4 separate regions of the Mus musculus genome follow, and regions 2, 3 and 4 are each linked to region 1. A link is a contact called in public Hi-C and HiChIP or PLAC-seq data. All regions are on one chromosome and are shown on one strand. Each heading gives the region's core, a stretch centred on a gene start, on an enhancer-like site or on the middle of the called end of the contact. The rest is flanking DNA. Distances are from core to core; before and after follow the strand shown.

Region 1 (4,938 bases), core at 844-3,343:
GAGGGTGGGAAAATTCGTAGAAGACAGGTATGAGATGGTTTGACTTTCTTGACTGAGATAGAGCTCTGTTTCAGGGACAAAGGGTCTCCCACAAGTCCAGGGTGGTGGATCCCACCGGTCTTGACAACAAACTAGAGATAGGTCAGTTAACGAACTTGCTTTCCACTTAGAACTCGGTAGATTCGAATTTGATCTAACCTTATATCCAAGTGTAGTTACAGATGTGACTTTGCCATTACACGGGAAAACCCACACAAACCTCAGTTTGCTGCTTCCCAACTTCACAGCCCCAGAGGCACCCAGGACCAGATTCAAACACCAAGCCGAGGCCTGGAAACTACTGCCAGGAATTACTGAGCTCTAGATCCAGACCAGGCAACCTCAGCAAATCAGAAGGCATCCTCTGGGTCTTACACTTACACACTTACACACACACACACGCGCGCACAGGCACACACACACACAGCTCAAGAGTGCTCCAAAAGCCACTGAACAAAAAAATACAAGCGCCACCCCTTCCCTCTTTCCCTGCGGTGGCTTTGTGTGTGACATCGACTGGGAGCGCGCGAATGTTGTCGGGCTCACACACCCCCTTCCACCCAACCTGCTCCCATCACAGAGTAAATGGGCGCGACTGAGCGCCCTGCGTTCCCTGAGAGTGGGTCCACCTGGCAGACCGACGCGTCACCAGGCCTCTGGTCTTCCACCCTCAGGGAGCAAGGGTATGACATCCACGCCCCCGTCTCCAGAGGCCAGAGTGGCTCTGGAAAGCAGAACCCTGGTGCCCGTCACAGGCCAGGCAGAGGCCGAGGGACGAGAAAGGGTGAACAAGAGGGTACAGAGATTCCCCACTCGCACACCCCCTACCCCCAATTTAGCGAGCTGCGGCCCCAAAGGGGACCAAAGAGGCTGGCCTGGCGACTCGGCAGGAAGTTCCCAGGACCGCACTGAGCATGCTCTGGGGGAGTGTGTACGCGGGTGTCGCCCTTACATCCCGCAGCCTCTGCCATCTCCCAGTCGTGGGTGCACGCCGGCAGGATCGCGGCCGGGGCGGGCTGTCCCTAAGGCTCTCTAGGTTACGAAGGGTCTTCTTGACCTTTCAGCCTGGAGCTTTGGATCTTTATATCCCTTCTCCCCAGGGACCTGGGGTCCCACTCTTCATTCTTCCTTCCAACTGGCTCAAGGCACATCTCACGCTGAGCTCTCGGATCCCCAGGACCCTAGCCCGGCCCACGCTGGCATCCTGGTTTCTGGTTTCATCGCGGTCCCAGCGTCCAAAATGCCAATCTCAGCTTCTCGCCTCCAGCCCACGCCACCCGAGCCCCTTCTGGACAGTTCCTTGGAAGCCTAAAAGCCTCAGAGGCTAGAGAAGATCTTCGGGGTCCCATGAGAGGGGATGCCTCTGAGCAGGTGGTGGACCCTCCAAGCGGGTCCCTCGGTTGTACTCTGGGGTTCCCACCCCCGTCCCAAATCAAACACGGCCAGAACATCCACCCACGCAGCCCCCGGTGTCAGCGTTGGGCCGGATAAGGGCTGCCTCATCTCCCCTAACATCCCCCACGCGTCCCCCCGCGATCCACAGTCCGTGCATCTCCCCGAAGGGGGATGGCGAGCTTCTGAATCGATCGCTCGACCCTGCAGCAGCTCTTACCTGCTAGTAGGGGAGCAGCAGAAGCACCATCAGTAGCAGTCGGGTTCACTCTCCAGCAGCCTTGCTCCAGGAACAGAGGTCCCAGGCACAGCCAGGAGCGGGGTCAGAGCGCCCCCTGAGACTGAGATGCGGCTACCTGGGCTAGATCGAGCCTGGGGCCGCCGCCGCCACCGCGGGAGCCGCAGGGCTGCCGGGCGAGCGGGCCTCGGCAGGGACGGTCTGAAAACTACCAGCCCTGTCGGGGCCGTGCGCAGCGCGTCCACCTTCCGCCCCTAGACGCAAGCAGGGACGTTCCTCCTGAGTCCAAACGATCAGGACAGAATGGTTAGGAGATCTTTTCGAGGTTTCTGCTACCCTTCCCGGATCGACCTACCCAACTTCTCTCAGCTTCTAGGCTCGCGCCGCTCTCCAAGGCAAAGGGATTCCGGGCCACGGACGTTCCGCAAATTCCCCGCCCACCCCGGCAGAGCGCTCAGCCAATTCGGAACGCCTCGGCTTCTCGGGGATCGTCTGCAAACTCTAGACCCTGTACAGGAGGACTTGAAGCCGCTCCATTCCGCAGCCCAAGGAGAAACAGGCAGAGAGCTAGACCGAGGGAGCTGAGTAAATAATACTCTAGCAAGGTCAGGGGCAGGGTACAATTACTGTTACATACAGTGCATTCTCCAGAGTGATGGTCTCTGGGCCTCCTCAGGACAGGGACCTTTCAGGAGTGAAACCAGTGGGGAGGAGATGGCGGGCTCAACTGTTTAGGGGGTCTTGCCAACTTTTAACAAACGCCCTGAGCTCCATTTTTATACTTTATAGAGTAGATTGGCAAAAACAGTAGGAATTTCTGTCCCGTGTCTTTTTTTTTTTAACTGAACAGATTTGTATTTGTTTATTTTGTGATGGGGGGGGGGGGGGGTGGTGCAGTCTTACCTAACCCAGACTGGCCTCGATGAACTTGCTTTTAACAGAGCATACCCTCGAACTCTGGATCTTCTTGCCTCCATCTCCTGAGTACAGGAATTACAAGCATCACACCCTTGGCTTTGGTGACCCTGAGCAAGTCATTTATCCGGATCCTCTTAGCGGCTCTATTAATGAGGGCAATAACGGCTGCTCCATGACATTATTGTGAAAATGTAATGAAATATTTGTAAAGGGTTTGGCAGTGACTGGTACACAGTAGGCACACAATTTTTCTAATGTGCTTCTTTTTCTCTGCTCAGTCTGCGTTTTATGAGCAGCCTGGACAGCTTAACACCGTACTCTTGTAAATTCAAACAGAAATAAAACACATCTCCTGCCCTGAGGGCACCACAATGAAACACTGACTAGCAAGCAATATTCAATCGGCCACCCTCCAGGGAGCTGGCCGTGCATTTACATCACGGAGCATTATAGATCCTGGTTAAGTGTTGTCTGGAATGGAAGGAGGGTGGACTGATGGATTACCCGGGGTGTAAATGACAGGAAGTTCTGCTCCTGTGAGCCATCGCTATATCCAGTTACAGTAGAAGGGTTTATCCTGCAGAATTTCTTCAACCTTGTTTCACAGCTCCGTTCTTAGGCTAATTTCACCCTAACTTGCCCCCCTCCACATCCCCGGCAGAATTATTTTAAACCTGGGGATTATAGAATTTTGGATTTTTTTTTTTAACACTAGAAACAATTTAGTTCCTCTTCTGCGTTTTGTGAAGTAGCCCTCTCGGCTACACAGCCAGTGAGTAAGAGCTCTTGACACCCAGGTCCTTCATAGAACACACCTGTGGTGTTGTCTCCTGCTTGGAGCACCCTGGGAATGTACACAAATGAAATCAGCCCTTCTTTAACATCCACCTGGAGGAAGAGGCTGGGCTACTTCTGGATCAGAAGAGCTTCCAGGTGTCAGAGACAGTCCAAGTGGGGTCCAAGGACACCGAGGAAATTGGGGTGCACAGGATGAGCTTTTCTGGAAACCCTAGGAATATTCTGAGGCATTCTTCCTTGCAAGCCAAAAAAAGTGTCTCAAGAAAAATGGTGACATCTGGTGGCCAGGACTTTCTGTGCTGGTTATAGATTATAATCATAATAGATTCTTTAGAAAGCCAAGTCCCATGGACCAGACCGTTCCTAACTGTACCAACCTGGTTGTCTGAAAGACATTCATCACTTAAACTTTATAGAGGATATTCTATATAGTTATTTCAGATTCTTTAACCCAAAGCACATACATATATAAAGAAATAAAATATGATATAAGTAAAATAGTAAATTCATATGTACACATATGCATAATCTCTCTTATCTATTCTTTTCATTTACATAAATATATTGCATGTTCTTAGGGAGAAATTAATATTACTTCAATTGTTCTTTCGATAGAGTAAAAGCATTAATTTACTGGAGCTGGGGAGATGCTTCAGTCAGTAGAGTGCTTGCTTGTGTGATCAGGAAGACCTGAATTCCATCCCTAGAACCCATATGTAAAGAACCAGGCTTTGTGGAGCATGCTTGTAATCCCAGCACTGGGGCCCAGGAGACAGATGGATCCCTGTAGCTTGCTGGCCAGCAAGCATAGCCAACTTGGAGGGTTCCAGGTAAAAGTAAGTGAACCTGCCTCAATAAATAAAGTGGGCATCTATGAAATAACACCTAAGGTTGACCTCTGACCTCCACAGGAACATGTACATACCAAGGGACTGAATATACTATCTGAATAATTGCAAAAGGGACTCTTCCTTGCAGAGAGGACAGTGGTGGCAAAATGAACTAGTGGTGGCTAGTTCATCCCCAGAACCAATAAAAAAAGTTGATCTCAAATCAGCCACACCCCAGCCTGGACGGTGACTTCCTCGAAGTTATCTAGTCTGCGTATATTAACCCTTCGGTGAATCTAATCTATATACCCTGGTGTCTCCCAAGACCACAGGGCCCTGTGCAATTGGGGCAGAATTCTAGTTTCCTCTTATTGCTATGACTAATGCCATGAGCAAATACAGCTTTGTAGGAAAGAGCTCATTTGGCTTATACTTCCAGGTTGCAAATCATTACAGAGGGAAGTCAGGGTAGGAACTCAAGACCATGGAGGAACACTGCTTGCTGCCGAGCTCTCTGGCTTGATCATAGGCCCATGTTACCCAGGGTTGGTGCTGCCCCGCTGTGGGTTTGGCCTTCCCATATCATTCATTAATCAAGACAATCTCTCAAGTATGTGACAACGTCCAACCCAGTCCAGGCAATTCCTCAGTTGAGGTTCCCTACTCTTAGGATGTATCATCAAGTTGACAATAAAAACCAGTTGGCACACTACACATATACAC
Region 2 (4,938 bases), core at 1,631-4,130, 170 kb after region 1:
TCTTTGTCAAAAGAGAAGTTTGCTGGTCCTAGCAGACCTACAAACAAAAGCCTGCTTCTTCTTCCTTCTTTTTCTTTTATATATGTATAAATGTGTGTGCGCGCACGTGTGCATCAACCTTCACAGAGGTCAACCTTCACAGTCATTCCTCAGTGATTGTCCACTGCTGTTATTTTTTGGTGGAAAGGGGCCCCAATAGAACCTGGAGCTTGCTGGCTTGGCTAGACCAGCCTGTCAGCAAGCCTTGGGGTTCTGCCTATCCCATCCACCCAGAATTAAGATTATAAATGTGCTTCACCATTCCTAGCTTTTTTGTTTGAGTTCTGGGCATTGAATTCAGGTCTTCATGCCTGTATGGGAAGTACTTTACTAACTGAACCATCCCCCATCCCCAGCCTCTTCCCCTTTTTATAAGCATTTACCTAAAAGGTGGATATCTGTTCCACAGGAAAAAGCCCCAGCCCCATACATTTCTGTGATCAAAGGCCTAAGAAATGCTTGCATCAGATATCCCTTAGAGCTTCCCAGCATGTGTCTGCACATCAGAGCATCCGTTATGGAGCAATTTGTTCCATTTGATTGACACATGATGTTGTACATTTATTTAGATAGGAAACACTTTTTAGGACCTATATATTAACATTCTGTGAAATGATTTTCACTGGCCCATGTCTCAGTTTAAAAATATTCCTTCAATCTTTGAGTGAGAAGGTGAAAACAGAGTCTATTTATAGATAGAGGAAGAAGTAAAGGGCTAGGGTATATAGGGTAGGCAAAATACCCTTGGCCAATTTTATCAAGTAGAGTTTATTTGGGCAAATCAAAACCCAACAAAATACCTCTCTAGAACCCAGAAGCTCCCAGAATGTTGTTTGTGCATTTTCTGAGATGACATGAACAAATGTCTCCTCACCTCAGATATAGAACAATACCACAAACCAAAGAAATGATTGTACCTACCTAGTTTGGTAAGCCAACGAGTTCGATTAGGGTCACCTCCAGGAGCAACGGTAATGGATTACTCAAAGAAACATGGATGAGGGGTTGTAAGGTGCTATCCTTTGAGCCTCCATCTTCATGAGATCAGACGTACCTACTTACTAGGGTTCATCAGTGCAGGGAAGCATGGGTTGGGACTGTGGACTGTTGAAATATTATCTCAGGGAAAGGAGGCAGGAAGGGTCACTGGACCATCACCTGAGTATCCTGCCTCTCCTCTCAGCCATTTGCATGCAATTCTGCAGCATTTGCACATGACAGCTGGGTCTTGAGAGGTAGAGTCTCTAGAGTGTGTAGGCTAGGAAAGACTAAGGAAAGGAGGCACTATCTATGTAGCTATCTATTAGAAGCTATTGTACGTGTTGCAGCAGGTCTTCCAGTGATTTTGGGCACCCATGTCTGCCAGTAATCCCTCACCCACACTTTGTAGATAAGCCCCAAAAATTTACTTGGTTAACTATGATGAATGGAACTTTGGTTTGTCAGGAAGACTTTAGGGTGTCTGTACCACTGGGGAAAATGCCTCTTTCTCAGCAACTATTAGTGGTCTATAAATCCTGGGGAGGGTGGAACATTATGAATCCCTCCCCAACTCTATGTCAGGTCATGAAGGCTCCCAGTCTTGTGCAGGTCACAACTTCTGAGAGTTAAAAGGACAGCACAATGTCATGCCCAAATGACAGGGTTCCCTTGCAGAAGCAAATCAGATTCTGAGAACTCCACTTAGCCAGGTGATGAAACCGGTTTTTTGTTTGTTTGTTTGTTTTGTTTTTTGTTTGTTTGTTTTGTTTTGTTTTTTTTTTGAGAAGACAGAGAAGACAAAGAAAGCAATATTGGCAACAGTGCCACCTGCGACCATGCAAAGTTTGGTTCAAAGTTCAGACTAAACTCGTTGGATTGTCTGTCAGGGCCTGTGTAGGTACCATATCCATGGTTTCCTACCACATTCAATAACAGGTAGATTATTTGAAAGAACTGAAAAGTAGGGGCTGGGGATGTAACTCAGTTTATGAAGTGCTTGCTCAGCATTTGTGAAGGCCTGAGTTCAATCTCTAGCATCACATAAACTGGGCATTGTGGTGCGTATCTGCAGTCCCAGCACTTTCAACACGGAGGCAGGAGAATCAGAAGCTCAAGGTCAATTCTGACTACATGAGACACAGGGGAGATGGCTCACTGGGTAAGAGCATGGGCTTCACAAGCAGGAGGACTTAAGGCCCAACACCCTATGGACCAATAACCTCTGCATTGTTAGGGGTGGAGGAGACAGGAGGATCATTGGGATTTTCTGCATGCCATCTTATCTTTAGGTTCAGGTAGAGACTGTTTCAAGGGAATAAGGCAGAGATCCATAGAGCAGGCCACTCCATGTCTTCCTCCCACCTCTACTTGCATATACCACACACCACATCACACGTATGACAACACTATAGACCACACACATACCATGCATGGTTCTTCCTCTTTCCGATAAAGGACACACAGATTAATAAACTCCTGGAAATAGGGACTAGTGTGCTGGTATGTGAGCCAGGAGGTCTCCCAGATTAGTATCCAAAGAAACAGGAACAGCTATCCATCATTGGTAGCTCCCTAAAAAGCGCTGTTGTTCACAACAAGCACCCTCAAAACCTGTTTTACAGAATTTGTGCATGTACTATTTGGAGAAAGAAAAAAAGAAATATATAAATATAAATCTTTGCACATTCTGAGCTTCCAGAACTGGTTTGTTGCTCAGTCCCTGGTGCTGAGCCCACCCTAGAATCCATGAAAGAGGAATGTTGAGGGAAGGAGGGAGGGAGGGAGGGAGGGAGGCAGCCCCCACCCCAACTGCCACCACCACCCACACGTCCACCACTCCAACTGCAAATAGAGCTGAGATCTCTCATGGCTAGCCAGCTGGAACTTCACGGGCCGCTTCCTGCTTGCTCCCTTTCTATTCTGCACTTGCTTTAATCATTGCCCTCCCCCTCCCCCCTTTTCTTCATGTTTCACACCAGCCTGCAGTTCTATATTGCAGTGTGAGATTAAAAAGCAGCTACCTAGAGCCCTGGGCGACTGGCTGATGGGTGAATTCAGCTACTATACTATCTCCACAATATTATAACTATTTTTTTTCTCCCAGAAACCCCATACATCCTTTTGCCCCCTCCTGGTATGATTTTAAAGCAAACAGGTTCTGCGAACTCACTGTGATTTCTAAGCCAGGATGCAGCTGGCTTTAGGCACAGGTCAGGGGCTTTGTAGGTGTTCTCTTAAAGCATGAAGGTTTCTAAATGGTTGGTTAAGTGATTGATTCTGCCTGGATTTAATTTCTTGCTTTTCTGGAATTCGGTTGTGGACTAGATTAAAGCATTAGTCATTTATTTAGGGATGTGAATTCAGTTTCATCTGGTACACCTGTTAGGAACAGATCTTTATCCTTCACAGCTGAGCCCACCTGCTTTTTGAACTCTCCCTTCTCTGCCCACACACCACTTTTCTTCTTCATCTTTATTTTGAAATAGGTCTCATGCATTCGAGGCTGTCCTTGAACTCACCATGTGTCTGAGTTATAATCTTGTATTGTCAGTCTTACCTCTACTTCCCAAGGGCTGGGATTCCAGGCATGAGCTACACCTGGCTTATGTGGTGCTAGGGGTTGAACCCAGGATTTCCCGTATGCTAGCCAAGCTCTCTACCAATTGAGTTGCATCCCCAGTGCCCCTTCTCTCCCTACTTTTATTTTTACTTGTCTAGACAGGATCCATCACATATTTGCTCTTGTGCTGTTCTACAATCTGTTTCCTGTCTATTCTCACCTTGCTAAAAGACGCACAGCTTGTATGTCCAAGCCCCTTCTATCTGAGTACCATTAGGACTGTGTATATGATGGGAAATCCCTCCACAGACAGGTAACTTTATAGAGCAGAGGAGATTGGATAGTTAATCTGTGGTGCCCTAACTTATACAAATCTGTTGGTAGTCAGCCTTGCCTATGTATTAACTGTAGCCCACTGAGACTGATTGTGCACCGCTGGTTTCCAGAGCTGTGGGCGAGAGAAAAAAACATTTGTGTTGTTTAAGCCTCCAAACGTGTGGCAACTTGTTGTAGCAGCAATGGGAGGCCCTGCAGGCTTCCCAGCTTTTATTGGCTTGGTGGGCAATTCAAGCACAGACTTCCCTTTTCTAAGGAGGAGAAGACATACCTAGAGTTTTCCCCTTGGGTTCACTTAACATTTTAAGTGAACTGAGACCAGAATGGGATAGGTTGCATTTGGAGCTAAAGTTGTTCCAGAGGTAGAATGGTGTATGGTATGATTTTAGCACCAGAGTTCCTACTGGCCAGTCCTTACAAAGTCAAGGATTCTGACCATCCTTTAAAAGTAATATACCACGATTCCAGGATAAGGTCCATTTTGTCTTTAAGAAACACATATACATATACACACAAATGCATATACAAACATATATAGCAAACATATAAATATACATATGTATACATGTATACACATACACACATGTTCAGGTATACACACATACTCACACACACAAACACACACAGAGGCCAAGTTTCTCACTGTTGCCTATGTGCTTCCTGTAGCATCTGGATTCAAACATGGGTCTCCTGTGGGATGTAGCTTAGTTTGCACATGGGTCTCCTGTGGGGTGTAGCTTAGTTTGCACAGGGCTTGTCTAGCACACATGAGACCTCTTGTTCTATCCCCAGTACCACATAAACAAGCCCTGGTGGCCCACACTTCCAATTCTAGCATTGAGGGTGGGGTGGGGTTAGGAGATCAGGAATTCATTGTCACCCTTGACTACAGAGTGAATGAGAAGCCTGCCTGGGATATATGAGCCCTCATGATACATGAATCTGACACAAACAAACAAACATGGGTCTCAAAGGTCCCTTTGCCTGGACATCCAGATCTATTGTTTTAAAATAAGTAAAGA
Region 3 (4,938 bases), core at 1,518-4,017, 180 kb before region 1:
AGAGGAGACTCGGTGGTTAAGGGTGCTGCCTGCTCTGGCAGGAGAGTGGTGTGCAGCTCCCAGCACCTATGTGCATCTGTGATTTGATGCTCTCCTCATGCCTCTGTGGGCCCCGACACATACATGGTGTACATAAACCCATGCAGAAAAGAACATATGCATGCAAATCAAAACATTAAAAAAATAACGAAGGATTTGCTGACCTATAGTCTAAAGAAAATGCCCCAGCTTTCAAGATAGCATCGAAAGGTCTCTGGAGTCCCCTCCTATTTTCCTAATTGTATCTTCAAACCTCTGACCCTGCCCACCCAACCTTGCAGTATGATATGAAAGACGGACTCCCCATGGAGACATGCCTCTCTCCCAATGGCACAGAGAACACGACTTGTCCTTTTAAATTCAGCTCATCATCTTCTCTATGGAATCTCCCTTGACCTCCGCAGCTGAGACCATCCTTCCTCATTAATCTTCCTTAGCAGGCGCTAGAGCCTAGTGACAGGCCTGGTCATTATTTACCGCCAGCCCCCTCATTAGATCACCCAAGGCCTCCACATCTGGCACTGAAGCCCATTCCTCTCTGTGGCCCCATTCATTAGGGACCTTCAGAGAATTGCTCAATAAATAAATCTACGTTAACCGGTGTATGATTTGGCCAGCTAGACTTGAGATTTCAGCTGGCACTTCCAAAAGGTGCTGTGTGTATCTCACTTAACATCAGACCTAAACGCACAAGTGGAAGAAGAGTTCCAAAGTCATTTACCAATGAGTTATGATCAGCTTCTTCATAGGGATTTTTTGCTCTCCAAGGTAAACGAGGACACCAATTTTCAACCTGAAAGAGATAAATCAGAAACACTAAGTATATTGGTTCATCTTTCAGTGGACACAAACGGCTAAGAAGAGGGCTGAGAACCACTTCCAACGCACAAGGAACATGGTGTTTATACGGGATATTATTATCCAGATAGGAACCAAACTCCTGCCAGATGTAGGTGCCCTCTAAGGTGCAGAAACCTTCAGCCAAGGTCTTAAGAACCTGTTCTATGTTACAGGGAGTGACTTCTTCCTCAACTAATCCCTACTCTTCCATAAGAGGGAAGAAGTGTCCTCTGTCAAGAGGTTAAAAGATTTGAACACTTATGCAGGGGCATGGCAGTGTGAAGGAGTCACCGTGTACCCTTCAGCAAGTGGACACAGATGATTTGTGATCAGCTCAGGTGTGTCTAAAGGGAACAGATGGCATTCAGGCCAAAAAAAATTATTCTCTGCTTTGAGGATCAGGAATGCAAACCATAGTTTAATGCTAATTAGTCAAGGTTTGTTTTCTGGGTATTTGCCTGACACTGCCTCAAGAAATAAGATGGGTAATGCAGGACTGGTGGCTCACACTGGTCATGCCAGTACCCAGGTTGTGACAGCAGGTAGATCAGATGTTCTAGGCTATATAACAAGTTCTAGGCCAGCTTGAACTACAAGAGACCCTGTCTCTAACAACAGCAAAATAGAAATGGATTACATATCTATTCAGTGATCTTACAAGAGTTCTTCCACAGAAGGGTCTGTCTGCACACAAGCTGTGTCCAACCTTCTAACATTAAGGCAACTACAAAGTACACACACACACACACACACACACTCCATAATGCTTTAAGCAAGTCTATAATTTTGTGTGAGCTTGCATTCACAGTTCTCTTGAGCATCTGTGGCTTACAGGCACAGGCTGAACACACCTGACTGTTGGGGGGAGGAAGAAAGGAAGGAGGAGAAAGACTGGGCTTATATATATTTCTTCAAGAAAAGCTACCAGAGATTAATAATTGATTAATTAATAATAGTTGATTAATAATTATTGATTAGCAATTAGCAATTATTAAGCAATCATTGTTAGGAAGGAGCTCAAGGCATGGCTCAGATGTTAAGAGAGACTGAAGAACTCACAAAGGACACAGCTCAGTTCTCCCATCACCCACATGGGGCAGCTCACAACTACCTGGAACCCCTGCTCCAGGGGATCTGACCCCTTCTTCTGGCTTCCAAGGGAGCTGATCTCACATGCAAAATTAAAATAAAAAATTCTAGGAAAGGAAAAACAAGAAATCCATTGGGTGACTCTGACATTTGGCCTCTTTATCTAAAATAGCTACAAAATCTCAGTGCTGGCATGGTTATCCCTTTATTAACTCATACAACATCACTAAGGATGGCTCAAGAACTGGCACCAGAAATCACTGTTCTTCAGTTAGGGCGGCAGGTAAGATTTTACAGAGGAGCATCGTTTAGGAAGTCACTGACTCAGGGGAACTGTAGTCTTTTGGGTTGGCAGATCAATCAGAAAAAAAAGAAAATCTGTCTTTCAGGTTTGGGTAGGTTTTCAAAGAAACATGTCAGTTTCAGTAATCTAGAAGTTACTCATAATGCGAGGTGGTATTTACTGTGACCGAAAATAACTGGCCATATTTGCATAAAGCCATCTGCTGTTGGTGAGAAAGCAGCTGAGCTCAGGGCAGCAAGGCTTCAGGGGTGGCAGGGAAAGTGCAAGATTCCCCCTTCTTGTGGAGTAAAATTAGACTTGGGTGACTGTTTGTGAGTGACCGCGCTTACTCAGAAACTCTCCCCCTGGGGAAAGTGCAATGCCTTCACTCATAAAAAGAGAGAATACTAAGCTGCCTGAGGCCCACGGCTTAAATCACCGTGGACCTTCACCAGGGTGACTACGAAAGGCACCAGACACAGCTCCACCGCTCAGGAAAAGGGAGCAGAAGAGCAGCCTGACTAAGCCCAGCGTTTCAGCCAGTCCCAGGGACGCCACACACATCCGTGCTTCCTGCTCTTGGGCCAGACTGATTCACTTGGCACCAATTCAGTTTTAGTAAATGGACTCAATAAAACATCCCTACGAAGCAGATTTATAATACAAAAGCTTCAGATGGGTCCTGGGCTTGACTGCTAGACCTTCAGCCATGCATGTAAGTGTTATGTATGTACACACACACACACACACACACACACAGCATGATGTCAAGAACCCTTACAAATAAATACACAACTAAGTTCATTTTTAAAAATTACTTTTATCCTCACCCACTTGAATTGTCTTTGTTATGTGATATATGTATGTTTCCCTGTTTGTGTGTCTGTATATGTAGATGTGTGCACATGTGCATGCATGCAGATGATAGAAGTTGATGTTGGATGTTTTCCTCCATTACTCTTCATCCTCTCTCTCTCTCTCTCTCTCTCTCTCTCTCTCTCTCTCTCTCTCCCTCTCTCTCTCTCCTTCCCTCCCTCCCCCTCCCTCCCCCTCCCCCCTTTTCTTTCTGTAAGTGAACCTGGGGCTCATTCATTCAGCCGGGCAGCAAGCTCTAGGGAGCCACCTGTTTTGCCTGCCCTGCTCTAGCGCTGCAGGTGCAGGCCCTGGAGTCAGCGGCTTATGTAGGTGCTGGAGAGCCCAGCTCAGATCCTCCTGTGTGAGCAGCAGATGCCTGACTGACAGGACATCTCCACAGTCCCTGGATAAGTGAAGCCTATATAGGAACCTGTCAGGATAAGAAAAAAATATCTCCCCATGAAGAATATAATAGGAAAAGATGAAGCAAGACGAGGAATAAAGAAAACCACCACCAACTGTGGTGTGCCCGGATATGGCTAATGCCCTCCCTCACATCCCTCCACCCTCAGGTCTCACTCTGATGAAAACATAGTCAGTCCAAGGTGATTTAGAATAGGACTTCACTTGAGAACTCTCAAGGCTGTAATTCCTTTTGTGAGCTGACCGTTTTTCTTAGTTCTTCTTTCTCTAAATCACTAGCTACTCCTTTGCTGCCTCCAAGGACATCTCTGCAAATATGGAAAATAGAGTGGTCCAATTGAGCTTTTAGGCAGAAATTTCAGCTCTGCATGAGATTGGAATGGTGGAAAAATAGATAAAGACCTTAACCCACAAAGGGAGAGTGGGCTGAGGTTGTTTTCCACCGCAAGGATGGGATAACTAGTTGATGGAATAATTAAATTATATGTAAACCAATTATCCTGTGGGAATAAGAGGGAAAACAAAAAAAATTTTTTTTTCCTTTCCCTGGAACCTCAGAGGATTACCAGGATTGGAGGAAGGCCAGAGCTGGTAATAACTCAAGAAATGAGCAAACTGTCTTCCACAGGGCAACACTTTCCTAAATAAAAGCACCACAATGAACATGCAGGGAAACTGCTTGTAGCTGACAACTCTACCTCCTGATACGTAACTACAGTTTCTATCTGATGCATCCAGTGTCACTTAATGAGCTTGGCCCACCAGTGTAACAGCCTATCAATGAAGCTGACCCCAGGAGGAGCCCACTCCCTGACTCATAGGAGTTGCGTTGACAGGAACTGTTCGGAAGAGCTCCTCTCAGGCTGGCTCCCAGAGTCCCTGGTTCCTATGGCTGCCTCCAGACATCTCCACCATGGCTGCCTCGGCCACACATCTCAGTTGTGGCTTTTCACTGCATGTGGCCCTCAGTGCAGAGGCCACTGCAGCTCATTCTCCTTTACCTCTCCAATCTTACAGGCACACAGTCCTCTCAGAAGCAACAACTCATCAAAGGCAGCCTGGAGTTTACCACGGTAAACAATTGGAAACAGGATTTGGGAGACAGCTCGGTGGCTAAAAAGCTTTGCTACTCATGGGTGAGGTCCTGAGTTTGATCCCTGGAGCTCATGTTACGTATCCCGGTGTGTCAGTCAGTATGTGCCTGTGACATCAGTGCAGAGAAGGTACCGACAGGAGGCATCCTAGCCAGTCTAGCTGAATCAGCAAGCTCTAGTTTCAGCGAGAAATCCCGTCCCAAAAACTAAGGTGGAGAGTGACAGGAACATGCCACCTCCTGGCTCACAACTCAGACAGGTACACACTCACAAACAGGTGCACACAACGCAAGATGGAAAACCGTCTGAACTCAT
Region 4 (4,938 bases), core at 1,118-3,617, 160 kb before region 1:
AGAGCAGAGCCAAAGGTCCCTGAGCTGAGGGCAGGGTGACCAGATGCTCAGATCCGGGAGAGTTCCAGATGCTTGCTAGAGCAGAGCAGAGAAGAGAAGAGGAACTCCCTGTAAACAGAGAGCAGAGGAGACAAAGGCAGGAGAGCTAAGCAAGACCACAGGGGCCCTTCTATTCAACACCCTCAGGAGGTTCCAAGGCCACAGCACAGGACCTGCAGTGCAGCGCTCAGGCCAAATAGCACAGAAGTGTCAATGAGCACTTAAAGCTGCCCCCAAAGAACACCAGGGAATGTTCCCAGGAGGTTCTACTTGAATGGCAACCTTTCTCTCAACACCACTGGCCAGGAGTGGTTTCTAGGAGCAGAGCAAACAAATACAATTCAGTTTTCTCAAAATAATAGAAGATAAAAGAAGAAAAGGTCAGAAATGCAGGTGTGGCCTGGGAATAGCAGCTCTGGGAACAGCCAGGCCAACCTGCTGGCTGAGCTCCTGGCCAGTGAGAGACCCCGTCTGAAGGAAAAGCTGGACCGCGCCCAAGGAATGACACATAATGCCTCCATACCTACACGCACATACATGTTCACTTGCACAGATTACACACAACAGGCTGGGCTGCGGCTCAGCATGGAGGCCTTGCCTAGCATTCTGGAGACCTTGGGTTTGATCATCAGTGGGAGTGCACAGAGTTGAGAATGGGCGGCCAAGTGTGTCTGGGCACTCATTTGCTTATGCAGATATCACATCTATGTCATAGTCTGGACATGGAGCAGGACTCTGGGGATCCAGGAAGATGGGAGAATTCTAACTAAGCTCCCTTGATGTTGGAACCTGAAGGATCACCTGAAGATGAAGGGCTAGGAAACACAGAGCAGACAGCAGAAGTGGTCCAGGTTCTCAGCCTGACTGCTGACAGCTACTGCTGACCTGCATCCCACGGGAGTGGCAGAGAAGGGCTACCACTAATAGGACAGAAACGGTCTAGAAAGGATTCGCTTCAAGGCTCAGAAGCCCACTGGCATCTTTGGGAGCGGAAAACGATGGAGGGTGTTGGGATGAACAGACATAACTTCTACTTTACCTTGATTTTCCCCTCGCAGTGGGGGTAGCCATCCATAGGAGGCAATACACATTTTTCCTGAACTCCATTAATGATATCTGCAAAAAATGGGAAACAAAAGAAACCATGAGAACCATAACACAGAAGCCCAACATCACAGTCCACGTAGGCTGAAGGACAAACTGAAATAGAGAGTTCTCCGTGGAGGCAAGGTTCTGATCCATGCAACCCCTCCAGCTACAGGTATGGCTGCCACCACAGCAGAACACTGTTGCTGGGAGTCAGGGGAGTAGTGGTAAGAATGAAAATGGCCCCCACGGACTCACAGGGAGCAGCATCATTGGAGATGGGGCCTTGTTAGAGGAAGTGCATCACTTGGGGTGGGCTCTGGGGTTTCAGAGGCTCAAGCCAGGTCCAGTGGCTCACTGTCGGTGCTGCCTGCAGATCCGGATGTGGAACTCTCAGCTACCTCTCCAGCACCACATCTGCCTGCATGCCACCACAATAATGGACTGAACCTCTGAACTGCAAGCCAGCCCCAGTTAAATGGTGTCCTTTATAAGAGTTGTTGTGGTCATGGTGTCTCTTCACACAATAGAAACCCTAACTATGACTGGGGCCATGCCATCAACAAGGAGATTTTCTGGGATCTTAGCAGTCCTTACAAAGAAAGGTATGTCAGCATCTATGACAGTCACTCTTCACCCCGCCCCCCATCTGCTTGTGCTCATACGTGCATGCAGGGGAGGCTAGCGAACAATCTCATGTGACATTCCTCAGGAACATTCCATAGTTTTTGTTTTATTTTATTGAGATATGGTCTCTCACTGGCCTGAAACTCACTGCATAGGCTAGGCTGGCTGTCCAGCAAGTCCCAGGGTTCTTCCTGCCTCTACCTCCCTAGTGCTGGGATTACAAGTATGTGCCAACACATGTGGCTTCCTACCATAGTGGGGATTAGACAGATCTTTGTAAGCATTTCCCCATGATCACCTCTCCAGACTCTGCAACGGTTCATTTTAAGAACCCAATCACCTTGACTTTTATTTAGAACTGAATGGCATCTGATAGGTTAAAAGTACCTGGTTATCTTCCCATCGTGGTTTTAAAGGGGCGGTGAGAAGAACAGACAAAAATGAGCTTACAATCCCCGCCCCTAAACTTTGGGAACTATGGCCATCTGTCTGTCCTCCCACTGGAAACTGAGCCAAATCTTCCTATCTAGCTCTGCTGCCAACAGCCAGGATAAGCATCTTCAGGAGGGAGGGTGACACTCTGCCCCTGGTACCTCGTACGTACTTCCTCTTAAAAGATAAAGAGTCTCCAGCAGCTGTTTTGTATGTACAACAAGGCAGCGTTTCTCCTTGTACACCTGATAGGAACACGTGGCCATCTTATCAGATGGCCCCTGCAGAGGGAGTCCATGCAAGCTCCGCCACTGGCCCAGTGCTTGGCACCAGCCAGAAGCCAGCGATCTCGACATCTGGCCTGGAGATACAGCTCTTGCAAGCACTTTCCTCTGCCAGCTTGGCTGTAAGAACCTATAAGTAAATCAGAGGGAACTGCTCAAGGTGAAAGATCATCTCCTGTTAGAAATGACTCAATACAACTTATTCTCTATTTGGAAAAACTTTGTCTAGGCCTATTTCACACCATGGAGAAAAGTGAATTTCTACAACGAAGTCTCAGACAGATGTTTTAGTTACTTTTATGCTGCTGTGATAAAACAACATGATCAACCCCAAATTTGGCTCTCGGCCCAAAAGGAAGCCAAGGCTGGAATTCAAGTAGGTCAGGAACCTGGAGGAAGAGGCTGAAACAGAGCCACGAATGAACATTGCTTACTGGCTTGCATGACCCTCATGACTTGTGCTGGCTGCTTTCTCCTACAACCTAGGGCCACCTTCACACCACATCCATCCTTAATTAAGACAAGAGCACATAGGCATCCCAACAAGCCAATCTTTTTTGTTTGTTTTTGTTTTGTTTTGTTTTTGTTTTTGTTTTTTGAGACAGGGTTTCTCTGTGTCATCCTGGCTGACCTGGAACTCACTCTGTAGACCAGGCTGGCCTCGAACTCAGAAATCCGCCTGCCTCTGCCTCCCGAGTGCTGGGATTAAAGGCATGCGCCACCACGCCCGGCTCCAACAAGCCAATCTTATGGAGGCATTTCCTTAATTCTCTCTTCCCAGATCTGCCTAGCTTTGTGTGAAGCTGAAGTGCACCAACCAACCAGCACATCACTTAATCTCTGCAGAAGATCTCAAGGTCACAGGAAGCTGTCTGCTCCCAAAGGGCCGGGGAAACCAAGGTGTAGCTAATCCACAAAATCTACTTGCAGCCCCTTCGGAGTCACACAGATTGAGTGTCCCTTGTTTAAGATGCTTGAGACCCCTGGTTCAGACTTCACAGTTCTTTATATGTTCACAGGCTTGACATTAGGTTGTACATTCCTAACAGAATATCCCAAATCCAAAGGGTTCCCAAGTCAGAGTTTCTATTTTGAAATGATGGGATTTTTTTTTTTTAAGTTATTTACTTAACTCTCATCATGTTTCCCCTCGCTGTAGCTTTATTTCATATCTCATATGCATACACATACATACATGATGTTCTGTATCTGTATGAAATGTAGAACCACAATGAGAGAGAGCATGGTGTATCTGTGAGATCAGCTTGAATCTGCTATATGATTCTCTCCAATGGCGCTCTTTTTATTTTTATTTTTCAAATAGCATCCTATCAACTTCTACAGCACTTTGAAACACATGTCTTGTATTTTATTAGTTTTTCTAGATTTTAGCTGAAAGAGTGGAAGCACCATCTGCCTCATACTTTACAGGAGACTCCCCACAAGCATATATGCTGACCCTCTGCCTTTTCTGATTCCTAAAACTAGAGCCTGGAGAGATGAAAAAGATCCCTAGTTCAATGAGGAAACAAATCAAACTCATGAAGCCCTTCCTCTTTTGAAGGCACCATGAATCTCTACCATAAAGCTTTATCCTTTGGGGGTATGCACGTGTGTGAGTGTGGCTCTGCGTGTGTGAACATTTACACACCAAGCATGGCACGTGGAGGTCAGAGGGCAACCCCAGGTGTCAGTACTCATCTTCTGTCTTGTTTGAAACAGGGTCTCTCATCCACTGCTGTGTAATGCCAGACTAACTTATTCCTGAGTTTCTGGGGACTCTGTCTCCACCCCTAATCTTGCTGCAGGAACACTGGCATAAGAGACATACACTGGTCCTCATGATCGTGTGGCAAGCGCACTGAGCCATCTCTCCAGCACAGATTTTCCTTCTAGATCAGGATTCTTTCTACCCAACTGTGTCTAGTATTCACAGGCACACACCACAGTCACTTCATTCATACTCTGTATAGGAAACATGAGCAGAGAGAGTGTGGGGTAAACCGACCAAATAGTATTCTGCTTAGAAAGGCACCTTCGATGGCCTCCTGGACTTGCTAAGTAAGAACTCAAAGCTAGGGCATTACCTGTGTGCAAATACTATAAAACTGAACAGAAATTTACATGAAAACACATTGCCATACAGGGGCCTGGAGAGATGGTTCAGGGTGAAAAGCAACTGCGGCACAAGAGTGAAGACCAGAGTTCAGGTTCCCAGCACCCACGTAAATGCCAGGCAGATGTGACGGCCTGCCTCTGTTGCTAGTGGTGTGGGGGCAGAAGAGACAGGGCATTCCCAGAGCATCCTGTAGCTACAGTAGCCAAACTGGTGGGCTCAACTGGCTTCAAGAGAGAGGCTCCGCCTCAAACCACAAGCTGGAGAGCAACCGATGAAGATGTGTGGTATCAACCTCTTACCTCCACAAGCGTGCACACGCGTGTGTATGCTAACACACAGGTGAAAACACAC

Evidence for each region. Hi-C and Micro-C count contacts between places; a contact is called where the count stands out from the background. HiChIP or PLAC-seq counts read pairs in DNA pulled down with a chosen protein or histone mark.
Region 2: a Hi-C map of cortical neurons shows a contact between it and region 1, with 2.2 times the contacts expected there. The contact joins the enhancer-like site here to the promoter of Mgat5 in region 1. A contact is called at or near these places in 4 of 39 promoter capture datasets (the C10 cell line, hippocampal neurons and liver), 8 of 484 Hi-C or Micro-C datasets (the HPC-7 cell line, LSK cells, cardiomyocytes and 5 more), 13 of 115 datasets of contacts at active chromatin or transcription factors (the SCID.adh cell line, T-cell acute lymphoblastic leukemia, bone marrow-derived macrophages and 10 more) and 2 of 9 other capture datasets (adipose tissue and embryonic tail).
Region 3: an H3K4me3 HiChIP or PLAC-seq map of neural progenitor cells shows a contact between it and region 1, with 40 read pairs. The contact joins the enhancer-like site here to the promoter of Mgat5 in region 1. A contact is called at or near these places in 16 of 39 promoter capture datasets (3T3-L1-derived adipocytes, the C10 cell line, the HPC-7 cell line and 9 more), 2 of 15 datasets of contacts at CTCF or cohesin (CD8 T cells and large pre-B cells), 21 of 484 Hi-C or Micro-C datasets (B cells, CD4 T cells, CD4 single positive thymocytes and 13 more), 37 of 115 datasets of contacts at active chromatin or transcription factors (the 230-238 cell line, CD8 T cells, the NIH/3T3 cell line and 27 more) and 4 of 9 other capture datasets (adipose tissue, liver, macrophages and 1 more).
Region 4: an H3K4me3 HiChIP or PLAC-seq map of the SCID.adh cell line shows a contact between it and region 1, with 30 read pairs. The contact joins the enhancer-like site here to the promoter of Mgat5 in region 1. A contact is called at or near these places in 12 of 39 promoter capture datasets (3T3-L1-derived adipocytes, the C10 cell line, the HPC-7 cell line and 7 more), 13 of 484 Hi-C or Micro-C datasets (B cells, the C2C12 cell line, DN2 thymocytes and 9 more), 34 of 115 datasets of contacts at active chromatin or transcription factors (CD8 T cells, the SCID.adh cell line, T-cell acute lymphoblastic leukemia and 23 more) and 4 of 9 other capture datasets (adipose tissue, liver, macrophages and 1 more).

What each region holds. Positions count from the first base shown.
Region 1 is chr1:127,202,141-127,207,078 of GRCm38.p6, reverse strand. Mgat5 (mannoside acetylglucosaminyltransferase 5) reads right to left here and starts at 2,093. Exons shown (of 18, transcript NM_145128.3): 1 at 1,652-2,093.
Region 2 is chr1:127,029,728-127,034,665 of GRCm38.p6, reverse strand. No RefSeq gene overlaps it. Among named protein-coding and RNA genes, the nearest start is that of Gm41945, 7.7 kb to the right of the region's middle. Within about 2 kb of position 2,880, at least 9 of the 459 cell types and tissues checked have an H3K27ac peak or open chromatin away from gene starts, as enhancers often do. A contact at or near this core is called in cortical neurons and hippocampal neurons, where this site is marked.
Region 3 is chr1:127,378,815-127,383,752 of GRCm38.p6, reverse strand. Mgat5 (mannoside acetylglucosaminyltransferase 5) reads right to left here. Exons shown (of 18, transcript NM_145128.3): 7 at 761-832. Among named protein-coding and RNA genes, the nearest start is that of Gm23734, 6.2 kb to the right of the region's middle. Within about 2 kb of position 2,767, at least 58 of the 459 cell types and tissues checked have an H3K27ac peak or open chromatin away from gene starts, as enhancers often do. A contact at or near this core is called in the CH12 cell line, the N1E-115 cell line, the NIH/3T3 cell line and 9 more, where this site is marked.
Region 4 is chr1:127,361,365-127,366,302 of GRCm38.p6, reverse strand. It overlaps Mgat5 (mannoside acetylglucosaminyltransferase 5), which reads right to left. Exons shown (of 18, transcript NM_145128.3): 5 at 1,079-1,155. Among named protein-coding and RNA genes, the nearest start is that of Gm23734, 11 kb to the left of the region's middle. Within about 2 kb of position 2,367, at least 20 of the 459 cell types and tissues checked have an H3K27ac peak or open chromatin away from gene starts, as enhancers often do. A contact at or near this core is called in the N1E-115 cell line, the SCID.adh cell line, T-cell acute lymphoblastic leukemia and 2 more, where this site is marked.